2 separate regions of the Muntiacus reevesi genome follow, and region 2 is linked to region 1. The links are chromatin contacts, called in public Hi-C maps. All regions are on one chromosome and are shown on one strand. Each heading gives the region's core, a stretch centred on a gene start, on an enhancer-like site or on the middle of the called end of the contact. The rest is flanking DNA. Distances are from core to core; before and after follow the strand shown.

Region 1 (7,952 bases), core at 1,812-4,311:
GGAGACCTAAAATCAGTTATCTGTGCTTTTACCTTTTAAAACTACTATATAGAAAAATCAACAAAGCTCAAAAAAAACCTTGTTATTTAAAATGACTAATAATATAAAAAGGATTCTAGTCAGTCTAACTGTGAAAATGAGGCAGTACACAAATTAATAATATTAAAAATGAAAGAAAAGGGAAAAAAATGAAAGAGGTGGGATATCCTTCGTGGTCCATTGGCTAAGACTCCTAACTCTCAAAGCAAGGGGCCCAGAATCCATCCCTGGTTGGGGAACTAGATACCACATGCTGCATCTAAGAGTTCACATACCTCAACTAAAAGATCCACATGCTATGAAATATCAGTAAATTGAATCAAAAACTGTAAAAAAAAAAATTATATACCATGACCAACTGGGATTATTGCAAGGTACACAAGGATAATGTAACATTCAAAAATCAATAAACGAAATCCATGTCAAGAATCCCCTGGCAGTCCAGTGGCTAAGAATATATCTGCAGGGGATACGGATAAGATCCCTGGTCCAGGAAGATTCCACATGCCACAGGGCAACTAAACCCTCAGGTCACAAGTACTGAAACCAACCTGTAAACCTTGCTCACTACAACTAGAGAAAATCCTCCCAGCAACAAAGACCCAATGCAACCAAAAAAAAATTTTTTTTAAGTATTCTAAAAACAAAAGCAACCAAAAAAGACAACCTAAAAACTCGGAGAAAATATTTGCAAATGATGTAAGTCAGAAAGAGAAAGACAAATACCATTTGATATCATTTCTTTATGGAATCTGAAATATGACACAACATATCTACATATAAACATACCTGGGAAACAGAAACAGACTCAAGAATAGAGAACAAACTTGTGTCTGCCAAGTGGGAGGGAGGTAAGTGAGGGAAGGACTGGGAATAAAGGATTAGCAGATGCAAACTAGTAAACATAGCATGGATAAACAAGGTCCTGATGTCATATTACAGGAAACTATATTCAATACCTGTGATAAACCATAAGGGAAATGAGTAAGGAATATATATATATATATATATATATATCTGTGTGTATGTGTGTGTATAAAAAAACTTAGTAGGTATGCTGTGCAGCAAAAATTAACATAAAGTTGAGAACTGAACAGAATGTTTTAATAAAATTATAAAAAACAAAAAAACTACTGACCCTGAACCCTGAACTGCAAATTTGGGGATACAGGTGTTCTGGCACTGAGGTTGCGCTGTTCCTAGCTATACTAACCACAGGACATAACTCAGCATTTTGAGAAAGTAGTGCCCATGGTCCATATGTGAGAAGGACATAACTGCCCCAGGGGAAAAGGAGAAAGGCAGAGCCTAGCTCAAAGGAAGGAGGTGGGTGTGCAAGCCTTACCCAGCATGCACACAAGTGCAAAGTTCTCCAGCATGACATCAAGGTACAGGTGTATTTGAACCTCATCAAGAAGACACCATTCATCCCAGGAGAAGTACACAGCCACATCCTCAAAGGTCACACTGCCCTGGTACAATAGGGACAAATAAAACAATGAACAAACTCACTCCCAAAAAACTACCATCCAATTTCTTTGCACATCTCCCCCACCTCCCAGTCAGATGGGGCCTTTTGAAACCTGGGGTTAAAAAAAAACCTCCCTCCTTTGATCTGACACTCCCATTGGCTCCAGAAAACACAGGTAGTCGTTTCAAACCAAAGTCCTGCTCTTCCCTACTGTTTATTCCCACCAGAAAAAAAAAAAAATACCTGCACTTACCTAAACCAGTTCAGCCTCACATTAAAAATGACCAGTTCCACACTTCCTCCCATTGATGATGGAAAATAAAAACCACCTCAACAAACCCCAGCCTGCATTCAGGACCCTGAACGTGCGGTTCTCCAGGGTTCCCAAACCAAGGGTCTGGGTAAATGGCAGGTGAAGAGCTTCAAAACCCTTCTCAAATACAAAGAATGTGTGCATCGGCTTGAGAATAATTTAGGGACAGGGACAACCTCCATTTACCAAAAATGTTTCTGCAGTCCTGGGAATGTGTGGGAACAGGCAGGCCATGGAGGAAGGTGATCTGGGTGACGCTCCAGGGGCTCAAACTTTCCCAGGATTTGTGCCTGGGACCAGAGCCCTGGGAATGGCACGGTGGCTGGCTAAGGTCTTCTTCGTGACTCTATCCTCAGTACTACCTCTTACGAGTTGTGAGCAAGCAAAAGCCAGAAATTCCCTCTGCTTCAAATTAGTCATCACCCACCAACAGACTTTTCTTTCACTGAACGGCTTTGGAGCCTAATTTTAAAAACCTAAATTCAGATGACGTTCCTCCTGTGCTCAAAACTCTTCACCGCTTCCAGAGGGTCTATGCAGGAAATTAGAATCTCTCATTTGCCACTCCAGGTGAAGCCTGCCCGCAAACTTTGTTCCTCACAGAAGTTGGACTGATCTGAGGTTCCCCAACATTCCTGCTTCAGTTGCATCTCAAAGCCTCACTCACACATTATACAGGTCCTCGGAAATAAGGACATGAAGGCCTGCAAGAGGCTTTCAGGCCTGTCGTGGAAGAGGGCCCTGAGATAAAGCGACCTGAGCAGGCGCTCTCACACGGGGCATTCATATTTTGACGGCAAAGGGGGCAGGGCAGAGCGTTTACCTGAGGCGGCGCCGGCAGCAAAGCCGCCGCCATCCGAGCCTGTGGGCGGAACGGAGCTTCCAAAGTGGAGCGACCAGGTCGGTTTCGGTAAGATACCTCCCCGCAGAAGGTGACCTCCCCGACCCTAAGAACAGACCCTGTGCAGTGTGCACGAAGGCTCCGCTTCCGCCTTACGCCCCTCACTTCCCAGCAAACTCCTCACTCCTAAGCTTATCACCAGCCCCACGGGCTCAACAACAAACAAAACGTCTAAATAAACGCGCCGGAAGTCACACTGCCAGATGTTCGGCCTCCAGGAAGTGCGCAGCTTCTGAATTTTCAAGGGCTCTACCTCGCTTTAGCGCAAGTTCTTCTGGGTAATGTAGTGCCAAGGCCTCAAGGAATGGCGCCACACTGGGAGCCTAAGGAGGAAAGCCAAGAAGCACTGGGAGGAGCGCTGGGAAATCACGTGTCGGGGGCCTCCGTCCTCATTAAAGACATGGGGAGTCGATGACGAAATAGGGGTGGGTGCTTCAGAGAATTTAAATCTTTAATGATACTGATCACTGAAGTGTAGGGATAATCTAGCTGACATCCTTTGGTAACTGGAAGTAAGAAAACATTATCTTATCGCTCTTGAAATGCATGCAGCCTGAAGTGCTCAAGTCATCTATAAATTATGGTCAGGGAAAAGAAAAAAGACTACAGGATTCTGACTGGGAATGTGGAAAGTTGATACTGGGCAGGCCTGCTACAGCTGAACAAGAGAGAAAAAACTTAGAAAAGGCTGTCTTGCCTGCATAGTCAGTGATGGTGTGCAACTAAGTGAGAAACAATGATGGATAATCAGGACACCCAAAATGGCTGTATTCTTCCTCTTTGTATATTTCCTGCCCCACCAGTCCGATTCACCTATACCCTACTCACCTGCCTGAACTTTCACTTAACAAGAAATCCTCATCTGTCAATACCTACCTTCTTGCTCTAGCCCCAGATAGTCCTTGTTTTTGTCATTAGATAGTAATTACTTCACATTGAGTTTCTCAGAGACTATGAGTGGCTTGCTTTTTCCCTGGTTTCCCTGTCAACTGATGAGCCAACCTCACCTCAATTCCCTCTAAAGCAAGTAACCTCCCTATCCTCCCCAGTTAAAAAAAAAGCCTACCGCCACATCCTGCCTGCTGTGTCTGACCACGGTGGTGTGTCTCTCCTGGACCTTGTGATGTCTTTGTCCTTGTCTCTGGGCTCTTTCTTTGGCATTCAGGCTGAGCGATTATTAATATGTTATCCCGACTCTAAGACTAGGCCCCTTTGTCTCTCACAGCTGATCAGTGGCTAAGACTCCATGCTCCCAATGCAGGGGGCCTGGGGTCAATCCCTGGTCAGGGAACTAGATCCCACATATTGCTACTAAGACCCTGTGCAGCCAAAATAAATAAAAATAAATACTTTTTTTAAAAATCTGGGTTTCATAGAGAAAGTAAGAGCATCAGAGAATTAAAAAATTTCACTGACATATAACTGCAATGGAACACTATATTTCTTTAAACTGTATAACATGATCTGATATTGGCTTCCCCGGTGGCTCATATGGTAAAGAATCTGCCTGCAATGCAAGAGACCCTGGTTCAATCCCTGAGCCAGGAAGATCTACTGGAGAAGGGAATGGCTACCCACTCCAGTATTCTTGCCTGGAGAATTCCATGGACAGAGGAGCCTGGCAGGTTACTGTCCTTCGGGTCACAAAGAGTTGAATACAACTGAGCGACTAAGTACCACATATACACTCCACTAACAAATTAAGTTTAGTTAACAGAGTTACAATTTTTTTCCCATGGTGAGAACTTTTAAGAACCACTCTCTTAGAAACTTCTGAATATACAGTATAGTTTTTGGACTTTCTTGGCGGTCCAGTGGTTAGGACTCTACACTTACACTACAGAGGATGAGGATTCTATCCTTTATCAAGGAACTAGATCCCACAAGTGACTCATCTAAATAAATAATTAATTAATTAAATATAAGATACAGTTTTGTTAATGAGTCATCATGCTGTGCATTACATTCAAAAATTCAATCATCTTTTAAGTAGAAATCTATCACTTCTCACACCCTTCACTTATTTTATCAATGAACCTCCCCCCTCTTTGGCAAGCATCAATTGTTAGTCTGTATCTGAGTTTGGTGTTGTTGATATTATTTTAAATATTCAAAATGTTAGAATAATCATACAGTACATATGTATATCTAATAATCATATTAGATCCTGGATCTAATAATGGGTTAGAACAGCTTGGGTCCACTCATATAAGGATTTTTTTTTAACATAGATATTTTTCAATAAATACAGATGACTATAGGATCTATACTTGGAAGAATCATAAATGCAAAGACTTCAGAATCAGAGAGCTGACTATGGAACTTTAGCATCCAATGATTTCAGTATAGGCAGGGACTCCTGGAACCAATCCTCTGTGGAGGCAGAGGGACAATTGAGAAAAATAATAAAAAGGAAGAGAGAAAGCAATTAGGAGTTTTAAAAATTATAAGGTGTTAGGCAGTTAGAATAGGAAACAGGAGTCCAAAATGGCGGTGGCTAAAAGACAAGGAAGGGAAAAGCCCCTGAAAATAGAACAAAGGAAGGTCAAGGGAAGGTCCGAGGACCGGAGTGAAGACCTCAGGTAGAAGAAACAGCACTCCTGCCTAAGCCCAATTTGCACAGGGCAGGCCCAGGGGAAGGAAAAGCACGTAAAAGGAGGATCCAAAGGGCTTTCTTTCTCCCTCTCCCCTGCACGCATGCGCCCCGCCCCCCCCCAAGCCCCCACCACCCCACCCTGCGCTGGCTGGCGTGCTCCTCCACTCTCTTCTTTGGGTTAGCTTGCCTTCACGCTTCGAGGATGGATTCTCCTGCTATCTTGTAAATAAAATAGAGCTGTAACACTGCTTTCTGTAAGAGCTATAACTCAGTCTGTTTGAGACCTGAGAGCTATAACACGGTCTGTCCAAGACCCGAGAGCGGTAATGCGTCGAGGGCTTTGATGTCCGTCGCTCCAAATCTTTGTTGTGATGAGACAGAACCGAGGAGCATACACTCACCTGACATAAGGTATTCAAATCACCCAGGAAGCCACAGAGTGTTATATGAAAATGGACTTCAGTTCAGTTGCTCAGTCGTATTTTATATAACTGGATATATGGACACCTATAGACTACTAGTTTACTCCATCCAAAAACAACACATAGTCTTCTCATGCTGAGATATATTGTTGTAGCCACGGGTTCCGGGAAATAAACTCACTCAGAAGGACAATGCAGATAGTGGAGTGCAGTTTATTATACCAGCGGGCCCACGGCAGAGTCTCTGGTTAGCCAAGGACCCTGACCAGTTTTTCTGCAAACCTTATATACCCTAAGTGCCCAAACCCACCTCCCCAAATTCCCTGAAACTAGTCTGAACAAAGGAAAAGAAAGATGCAATCAAAGTTAACCCATCATCCATATGCCTTAAGCCTAGGTAGTTAACAATGGACAATTATCAATAGACTTGTGGTCATACCCCAATAAGCATAATAGAATTTATGATTCTATTCAGTTACACAGATAATTAGGGTATTCTTTTAGGCAATAGAGAATCCCAAAATGCATCTTATGGATGAGGGACCTCGTGCATTCTGAGTTTTAAGACATTCCTTTCTTTTCATTAACAGACTGCTAGTGACCATATAACATCCAGCTGAACACTAGCAGGGGGGTACTTTTTCTGCCCCCTTCTGACGCCTATTGTAAGACCCAAACGTCAGGTCTCTGTTCCGGAGAGGAGCTCCCGCTATTTAATAAACCAGTCCAGCAGATGCAATATGCAAGAGGCTTTATTGTCGGTTTGCACAAGCCGGGCGACTCTAGTCTCCTCAGAGGCAGAGTCGCACCGTATAGCAGTGTAAGCTGACTTTTATAGGCAGAAGCCACATTGTTAGCACATCCAGTACAGTGAATGAGTAACATAAAAGTAACATAATGTGTATCACATGGGGTAATCTTATCTGTGAGTACAGGTGCTGGACGTCAGTTGGTTCTGGAAAACAGCAGGCTTGTTTGTGCAGTTATTGGGAAACCTATAGACGTTCCGTTTACATTTCTCTATCCTTATTTTGCAAACGGAAAATTCTGCGCAAGTGGAAAATTTACACAGGCCAGGGAATTTCATGGTGTTTTTCAGATTCTTTCACTATGTCAGAAGCTTTCTCTAGCTCCTTTATACTTTAATAAAATTTTATTACATAAAAGCTCTGAGCGATCCAGCCTCGTCTCTGGCCCCGGATTGAATTTGTCTCCTCCAGAGGCCAAGAATCGCAGCGTCTTATCGTTCAGCAACAACCTTTCACAGGGACCTGAGTGGCGACAGTAGGGCGACCAGGTCGGATTCCGCATGGTTATTCCCCACCAATGCCAAAGTCTAAGACCTTGTGCAGTATGAACAAAATCTCCACTTCCGCCTTTAGCCCCTCACCTCCCTCCCAGATCTCACTGCAGAGTTTCTGACCAGATCCACAGTCTCAACTGAAAGGTCACGCTGATCGCGGGCGGGAAGGCGCCCGCCAGAAAATGCTGACAGAGAAGCCCCCCCCCCCCCGGCCGCCGAAAGGTTTCAGGTAAGCCCGTTGCCAGGCCGACTGACAGGAACAGACATCCACCAATCAACAGCCCGTTGCCAGGCAGACTGACAGGGACAGACATCCACCAATCAACAGCCCGTTGCCAGGCAGACTGATGGACGCGAAGGCGCCAAGACTCCGGCCAATCAAAAAACCGACGCGGGACCTAGAGGTCCAATCAGCACCTTGGTCCCGCCACGTCCGTATCCGCCGGGGTATATAGGTATCGCCACCCCTCCCCGCAGATTGCAGACTCCCGTTTTCTTCTTGCTCGCGCCCGGGAGCTCTGCCCGGGAGCGATTGTCCATTAAAAGCCTTTGGCTACCCCGGCGCCCCATTTGTCTTGTCGCGGCGTTCTTACATCAACAACAATCAAATCTGTGCCTAACGACAAAAAAGCTACATGTTCTAATGGTTTTCCCTCTCCCTTAGGAAGGATGAATTCCTTTTCCAGCCCTAGAGGTCACTTCTCAACTCTCCTGGCAATTTAGCTTGGCTTTTTCTGCCCCAATGTTTCAGGTGTCGACCGTTCTTCCTTGAGGACTTAGAACTACATTACCCAGAAGTTTTGTGCTATGGAGGAGCGACGTTTATCCAATGAAAATACAGAAAGGGAGCGTTTCCGGGGAGGGGCTCCCGGTGTCTTCCTGGCGGACATTTTGATTGCTCTCAAGT
Region 2 (7,952 bases), core at 2,986-5,485, 380 kb after region 1:
AAGTTTTGCAAAGGAGACAAGATCCTTGAAGATGAGGAGTGTAGTGGCCGGCCATCAGAAGTTGACAATAACCAAATGAGAGCATCATCGAAGCTGATTCTTTACAACTACATGAGAAGTTGCCAAAGAACTCAACATCACCCATTCTATGGTTGTTTGGCATTTGGAGTAAATGGGAAAGGTGAAAAAGATCAATCAGTGGATGCCTCATGAGCTGACCAAAAAAAAAATTGTTGTTTTGTAATGTCCCCTTATTCTGTGCAACAGTGAACCATTTCTCGTTTGGATTGTGACATGCAATGAAAAGTGGGTAGAAAGAGAAGGGGGAGATAGAGGATGAGATGGTTGGATACAATCACCAGCAACAACCAGCTCAATGGTTGGACTGAAAAGAAGCCCCAAAGCACTTCCCAAAGGCAAACTTGCACCAAAAAATGGTCATGGTCACTATTTGGTGGTCTACTGTTGGCCTGATCCACTACAGCTTTCTGAATCTTGGTGAAATCATTACATTGGAGAAGTATGCTCAGCAAATGTGTGAAACACACCAAAAACTGCAACACCTGTAGCCGGCATTAGTCAACAGAAAAGGTTCAATTGTCCATGACAATGCCTGACCAAACATCAGACAACCAATGCTTCCAAAATTGAACGAATTGGGCTAGAGTTTTGCCTCATCAGCCATATTCACCTGACCTCTGGCTAATCAGCTACCACTTCTTCAAGCATCTTGAGAACTTATTACAGAAAAGCCACTTCCACAATGAGCAGGATGCAGAAAATGCTTTCCAAGAGTGCACTGAATCCTAAAGCACGGGTTTTTATACTATAGGACTAAGCAAACTTATTTCTCATTGGCAAAATCTTGATTGTAGTGGTTCCTGTTTGGATTAATAAAGATGTTTTTGATCCTAGTATAATGATTTAAAATTCATGGTCTGAAACTGCAATTACATTTGCACCAATCTAATACCTCATGCTCTCAAATCCTAGGATTAACTTATTTTCTCCAGCTAACATTCTAAGAGTCACAAAGGTCAATACTTGGGGATTCTGAGTACCTCCCCACCACCCCCCCACCTCCCCCCCACCAGATGAAAGTCAAGATGTTTCTCTACAACTGGTGACCATGTAGAGGCTCCCCTTTCACAGGTCTGCTTTGCCACCAGTTCAACATTCAGCATCCAATTTCTCATGTGCCTGGAATTTAATGTTAGATGTCTGCTCCTTTTTCTTTTAAGAAAAATATGTAAGACATAAGAATTTTAAGAGATTCAATGAAACCTGTGAAAAGACTCCTAAGCTGAATGAAAAAATGAAAAAGAACATCATCAACCTACAGGCCTAAACCCCTTTGTTCCCCTCTCTTCATTGGAAAAGACCCTGATTCTGGGAAAGATTGAGGGTAGAAAGAGAAGGGGGAGATAGAGGATGAGATGGTTGGATACAATCACCAACTTGAGCAAACTCCAGGAGATAGTGAAGGACAAGGAAGCCTGGCATGCTGCAGTCCATGGGGTTACAAAGAGTTGGACACGAAGTAGCTACTGAACAACACTCCCCTCTGGAATAGTAACCTCCCTTCCTCTGGGGGCAGCCACTGTCCTGAATGAGATGTGAATCATGCCATGTGTTTCCTGAAACTTTACAATGTGTCTGTTTCAAAACAATACAAAGCACGTTTTGCATTCATATAAAAGCATATAATTCCATCTGCAACTTGCATTTTTTGCTCCATAAATTTATCATTACAAGATTTATCCTTTCACCTTTGTGTAGGGCTTTTTGTTATTGTTATTTGTTTTGCCATGTTATCTGTCAGAATCTTAGTTCCTCAACCAGGGACTGAATCCAGACCCCTGCAGTGGAAGTGTGGATTCCTAACCACTAGACCTCCAGGAGAGTCCCAAAATTTATCCTTTTTGATATGTGAGACTCAATTTCATTTATTTTCTCTGCTGTATAGTTTCCCATTGAATGACTATACCACAATTTGTTTATCCTGTGTACTTTTGATGGCCACTTAAGTTCATTGAAAAATACTCATTAAAGCAACACCCTAGAGCCCATGCTCCACAAGAGAAGCCACCATGATAGGAAGCCCATGCACTGCAACTAGAGGAAAACTCACACATTAATGAAGACCCAGCACAGCCAAAAACAATTTTTTATAGCAACGATGTCATCATGAGAGAGTTTATGCTAAGTTGCTTCAGCCGTGACTGACTCTGTGACCCCATAGACTGCAGTTTGCCAGGCTCCTTTGTCTATGGGATTTTCCAGGCAAGAATACTGGAGTGGGTTGCTATTTTCTCCTGCAGGGGATCTTCCCAACCCAGGGACTGAAACCACGTCTCTCTTATCTCCTGCATTGGCAGATGGGTTCTCTGCCACTAGTGCCACATGGGAAGTTTTCATGCCTTTTGATCTGGTAAAAGAAAACTGGGGAGGAAAAGGGTACATTTTGTGAAAGAAAAAGGAAAAACAGTCTTACTTTTCATTTGGATTTGCAGGTGAGGGAAGTAGTAATAGACATTTTATGAACACTTTAAAGCTTTCTTACTTCAGCAGACAGAAGAGTACCTTTCAGTATGACAATCACAAATATGATCCTTTATAGTCTCTAAATGACACCTGAAAAGAAAAACTAGAGCTTGCATCATGAGAGCATTCCGATTTTGAGCCATCAGACATATCTTCTCATAACAACCACTGTTACAAGGCTTACTAGATTTGAAGTCTTTCACTCATGTGTGAACCAGCCAAATCTTTTCACCTGTTATCTGTAAAAAAGAGATGTCACCGGCTGTTTTTTCCCCCTAACATAAGAATTCTTATTGTTTGCTGTTTTCAGCATCAGAGTTTTTCCAAATAAACAGCTGTTTCAGTCAAAGAAAAGATGCCCTTGGCTTGAAACTTTTTCTCAGCTTCAGATCCATCATGCAAGCCCCAACTTATCTGAATCAATCAATCCCCTCTTAAAAGGGCAAAGGCAGGTGAGGTGGCTCAGCCTTGGTTAGATTCTTGCTACACTGGATGTTCACATGCTTTACTGAAAATAAGTCCAGCTCGAGTGGGGGAATGGTGAACGGTCTCACCTTGTACGCTTGGCTGCCGTACCCTGGGCATGCCACCTGACCTGGTTGGCCTTGGCCAGTGTTCACCAAATGGCGAATTCAGTCATGTGAGGGGACGTCAACTTTTAATGTATTCATGCTCAGTGGCATCTGACTCTTTGCAACCCCACGGACTTTAGCCTGCCAGGCTCCTGCGTTAGTGGAATTTTTCCAGGCAAGAATACTGGAGTGGGTTGCAGCTTCCTACTCCCAGGGGTCTTTCCCACCAGGGATCAAACCCGCCTCTCTTGCACTGCAGGCGGATCCTTTACCACTGAGCCACTTGGGAAGCTTTGCGTACTATGTGCAGGTGCCAAATCGCTTCAGTCCTGTCCCATTCTTTGCGGCTCCCTGGACTGTAGCCCCCCAGGTTTCTCTGTCCAAGGGGTTCTTCTGACAAGAATACTGCAGTGGGCTGCCATTTCCTGCTCCAAGGGATCTTCCTGACACAGGGATGGAACCCGCGTCTCTTACACCTTCTGCATTGTCAAGCACGTTCTTTACCACCAGCGCCACCTGGCTGAATACTATGATGCTATTGAAACGCAGTTCTGACAGTTACGAAGCAGTGTGTAAAGCACTTTTCAAATATCCATGTTTCTTATAACCGTGTACTAAATACTGGCACCTACTGAGCGCCGGGCTACAATCAAAGGCTCCTCACCGCGGCGGCGGCACGGAATGTTTATGATGGGGACAGAGAGGTGTCAGGACTCGAATTCGGGTATCAGAAGAACCCGACGGGCGGGAACAGACGCCCAGGGAAGCCGCGAGTGGCCCTCTGGGCGACGCAGTTCGGCGCTCTCTGCGCAGGCGCACTCCCAGACCAACGCGGTCGCAGCCTCACGCGTGTCCCAGGAGTGAGGCGTCAGAGGGGCTCGAACTTCTCAGCCTCAGCCCCAGGCGGGGTGGGACGAGCTGAGAGACGACCGGAGGTGGGCGCACTGCTCTCTGGGAGTTGTAGTTCGGCGCCCGCCCAGCTAGGCGCGATCTCGGCCAGCAGCGGGCGTGGCCTTCCTCCTGGCAGTCCTCCAAGGAGTGCGGAACGAGAGGGTCCCAGGCTGGAAAACTAGGCGGAGCCAGGATTCAGAGCCCCTCAACCTCAGCCACCCAGGAGGGGCGTGGCTAGCGGGAGGACGATCGGAGGCGCGCGCCGCCCTCTGGGAGGTGTAGTTCAGCGTCGGTACGCAGGCGCAGTGCGCTCCGTGGCGGCCTCAGTCTTTGTCCTACAGTCCAGCGGTAAGTGAGGCTTGGGTTGGCCGGGGTGGGGGAGGCCGGGCGGAGCGCGGGTCCAGGGTCTCCCCTGGGACGCCGGCCAGGGTGTGTAGAGAGCCGCGCGCGCCTGTGTCACATCCCCTCTACTGCTTCGGCCTAGTTTGGGCCGCTGTGGGCGGGGTGGGCGGGCCGGGTGGGCGGGGCCCAATCGGGAGGGGTGTCTCGTGCCCGAGGGGAGGAGTTGGGGCGGGGGCTGGCTCACGGCTGCGAGGGAAGGGACTGAGGTCTTTGGCTTCGGGAGCATAGTCGTAGGGATTAGCTGGCCTGACTCCTCAGAGCCTGGAGCCAGCCCAGCCTGCATGCCTCCCTGGACTGGGCGAGACCTCCGCGGTTTGGAGGCGGAGAAGGAGGTCCCACCACCATGTCAGCTGTGGAACCTCACTTTCTTGAGGGGCTTCTGTCCGTAAAGAAGAAAGGTAAAGGAGACCCAGAGCAACGGATTTTGGCCTTATCCACTTGGGACCCAGGAAACAGACGAATTAAAATCTTATTGAGCATCAGCTGCATGCCAGGCACCATCCAGATTCCTTCGTTACTTCAACAAGCAAGTGTTTACATGTTCCGGGTGCCAGGCCCTGTCCTCTGTCGCCAAGATTGTCTCCGCCCTGGATGCCACAGGAGAGTCAGGGAGAGGATGATAAGCCCATAAAACATCACTGAATATTATAACTCCCATCCAGGGAACTGCAATGAAGGCAACTGGTCAGAGTGGCTGGGGCAGAATCAGGTGCCAATAGGCAGGGTCGTTATTTATTTAGCCGCAATGCATGGCTCATGGAACCTCAGTTCCCCAACCAGGGATTAAACTCCAGGCCACAGCAGTGAAAGTCCAGAATCCTAACCACTAGCCCACCAGGGAACGTCTCCATTTCACATTTTAATTCTCATAAGCTCCGTCCTGGGTCATCATCCTCATTTTATAAGAGAAAAACCTTTTGTAGAAACAGGCACACCAAAGAGTGCCAGAGACCCCAGTACTGCCTGGTTTTCTGCCTTCTGCACAGTAACAGAGTCATCACCCTGGGAATCATCTGTGCGACCTGGGCTGCACCCCTTGCCCCTCTGGCCATCCATTTCCCTGTCTGGAATCAGTAAAGGAAAGGGAGGTCATCTTTCAACAGTGCCCAGAATAGCATCGGGTGCACAGCAGGAGTTCAAGAAATGCCACGCTGAAGCGGCAATCCTATTGCATCCCACCTGGGCACGGAGTTCCTACTACATGCACACAGGCCTTCCGGGGCCTGGAGTCACTCGTCACTTGTCACTTGCCCAGTCTCTCGTATCCCCTTTCCCCCCAGAACTGCCTACAGAGGAGCTGACTATTCCTGCAAGAGGCCCGAGGAGGAGGGGATGACTGCTGGGCTCCTCGCCGCCGGGGACCCGGTGAGTACAGTGCCCCCTCCCACCCGGCCTTCAGGTGCCACCCGTGGTCCCCACCAGGCTTGTTCTGCCCTCAGGGCCTTTTCCATCACTCTGTCCCTGGCCCGGCCTGTGCTTTCGTCAGCTCCGTGTCCCTCCACATCTCACCTTGCCACTCTGAGAAGATCAGCTGGGTTCCACCCCCCAGCCCCTGCCCTGCGCCACCCTGGCAGACATCGCTTATCCATCCCACTGACCTGGAGCTTTCTCGACACAGGGCTCAGGGTCCATTCTCCCAGCTCACACTCCCTCCAGTCACCTGGCCAACATGTACTGAGCACTGGCCGCCAGCAGGCACTGTTACAGGTACTGCAGGTGTGGAAACAGACAAGAAATCTCCGCCCCACGGCTCACAGAGCACGTGAGGAATGTAAATGTGCCATGTGTTGGGCAGGGAAATGAGGCCCCAAAGAGGGTGGGCTTGGGGCCCAGGAGGCCTCCCTGAGGCCGTGACCCCCAGGCAGAGATCTGCAGGAAGGGAGAGGGTGGGGTCGAGCCCAGAGGCGGAATGCTGCAGGCAGAGGGGATAGCAGGAGCAGAGGCCTGGGGGTGGTACCGCACCGGGCATTTAGACCAGGCACATGTGTGGCAGGAAGACAGAGAGCCAGGTCTCCTAGGCCAGCTGCAGGGGCCTGAGGCCTTGGGAAGCAGTTCTGGTCATTTTTACCATGTGCAAAGGACTGGCACACAGTAGGCACACGGAGAACGGGTGAAGACTGAGTGTTCTGAACCCTGGTCAGTGCTGGACACGTTTCACCGGGTTCAGCCTCCACATCAGTCCCACGAGGGATGAGGAGGGACCACGGTGCAGGGGCAAGTGACACAGCTGGGAGTGGTCGGGCTGGGCCTGAACTCCGACCCCTGAGGCCCCAGAGCCCCGCGTACGTCCCGCTCCTTCGTGCCTCTTCCTCCAGGTCCCTCTGCCGCTGCTGCATCCCCATCCCTCCCACTTTCCCCAGAGCACTGAGCCTCTCTGGGGTTTGCAGTTTTGCTCCCTCCCCAACCCAGCAGCTAGCACACAGCAGCAGGAGGCAATGTGTGTGTGTGTGTGTGTGTGTGTGTGTGTGTGTGTCTTTTCTCCACGGCCTCTGCAGGAGGCAGTGTGTGCAGCAGGAGGCAGTGTGTGTGTGTGTGTGTGTGCGTCTTGTCTCCACGGCCTCTGCAGGAGGCAGTGTGTGTGTGTGTGTGTGTGTGTCTGTGTGTGTGTGCGTCTTGTCTCCACGGCCTCTGCAGGAGGCAGTGTGTGTGTGTGTGTGTGTGTGTGTGTGTGTGCGTCTTGTCTCCACGGCCTCTGCGGGAGGCAGTGTGTGCAGCAGGAGGCAGTGTGTGTGTGTGTGTGTGTGTGTGTGTGTCTTGTCTCCACGGCCTCTGCAGGAGGCAGTGTGTGTGTGTGTGTGTGTGTGTGTGTGTGTGTGTGTGTGTGTCTTGTCTCCACGGCCTCTGCAGGAGGCAGTGTGTGTGTGTGTGTCTTGTCTCCACGGCCTCTGCAGGAGGCAGTGTGTGTGTGTGTGTGTGTGTGTGTGTGTCTTGTCTCCACGGCCTCTGCAGGAGGCAGTGTGTGTGTGTGTGTGTGTGTGTGTGTGTGTGTGTGTGTCTTGTCTCCACGGCCTCTGCAGGAGGCAGTGTGTGTGTGTGTGTGTGTGTGTGTGTGTGTGTGTCTTGTCTCCACGGCCTCTGCAGTGTCCAGACCTGTGCTCAGTAGGCCTCTTCAGATAACTGAGCAAGATCTAATGAGTCTGGAAAGTATGGAGCAAGCAAGGAGAGTTGGTGAGAGAAAAGAAAACCACCCCGCCCTGCCCTCAGCATAGTTTGAAGCAGGGTCTGCAGGTAAAGCAACCACTATGTGGCGAGTCCTGAGCTCACTTCCTATGACTTCCCTCATTCCTCCCAGTAGCCTTCTCAGGGAGCTTCCAGCAGCTTGCAGATGAGGCCAGAGGGGCAGAGTGCAGTGCGAAGACACCTGGGTCTGGGGTTGGAATCTCCACCATGTGGATCCGCCACCAGTCTTCACATCACCACCCCGCCCTTGCCCCCCCCACTGACTGTTCTGGTGGGAGAATCTCTAGCAGAGGTGGATTCTGCCTGGGAGACCAGGGTCCAGGAAGTGGGTGGCCTTGTGTCCCTGACCACCCCCTCCAGATG

The links. Hi-C and Micro-C count contacts between places; a contact is called where the count stands out from the background.
Region 2: a Hi-C map of muscle shows a contact between it and region 1, with 6 times the contacts expected there. The contact joins the promoter of ZNF135 here to the promoter of LOC136161795 in region 1. A contact is called at or near these places in 2 of 3 Hi-C or Micro-C datasets (blood and muscle).

The regions. Positions count from the first base shown.
Region 1 is chr2:279,958,503-279,966,454 of mMunRee1.1, forward strand. LOC136161795 (zinc finger protein 211-like) reads left to right here and starts at 3,062. Exons shown (of 4, transcript XM_065926892.1): 1 at 3,062-3,149; 2 at 7,797-7,952. LOC136161803 (zinc finger protein 211-like) reads right to left here and starts at 2,892. Exons shown (of 3, transcript XM_065926909.1): 1 at 2,647-2,892; 2 at 1,385-1,511. The coding sequence starts at 2,679. It overlaps LOC136161790 (zinc finger protein 211-like), which reads right to left and starts at 1,495. Exons shown (of 5, transcript XM_065926885.1): 1 at 1,385-1,495.
Region 2 is chr2:280,338,940-280,346,891 of mMunRee1.1, forward strand. It overlaps ZNF135 (zinc finger protein 135), which reads left to right and starts at 4,236. Exons shown (of 5, transcript XM_065926983.1): 1 at 4,236-4,355; 2 at 5,690-5,774. The coding sequence starts at 5,742.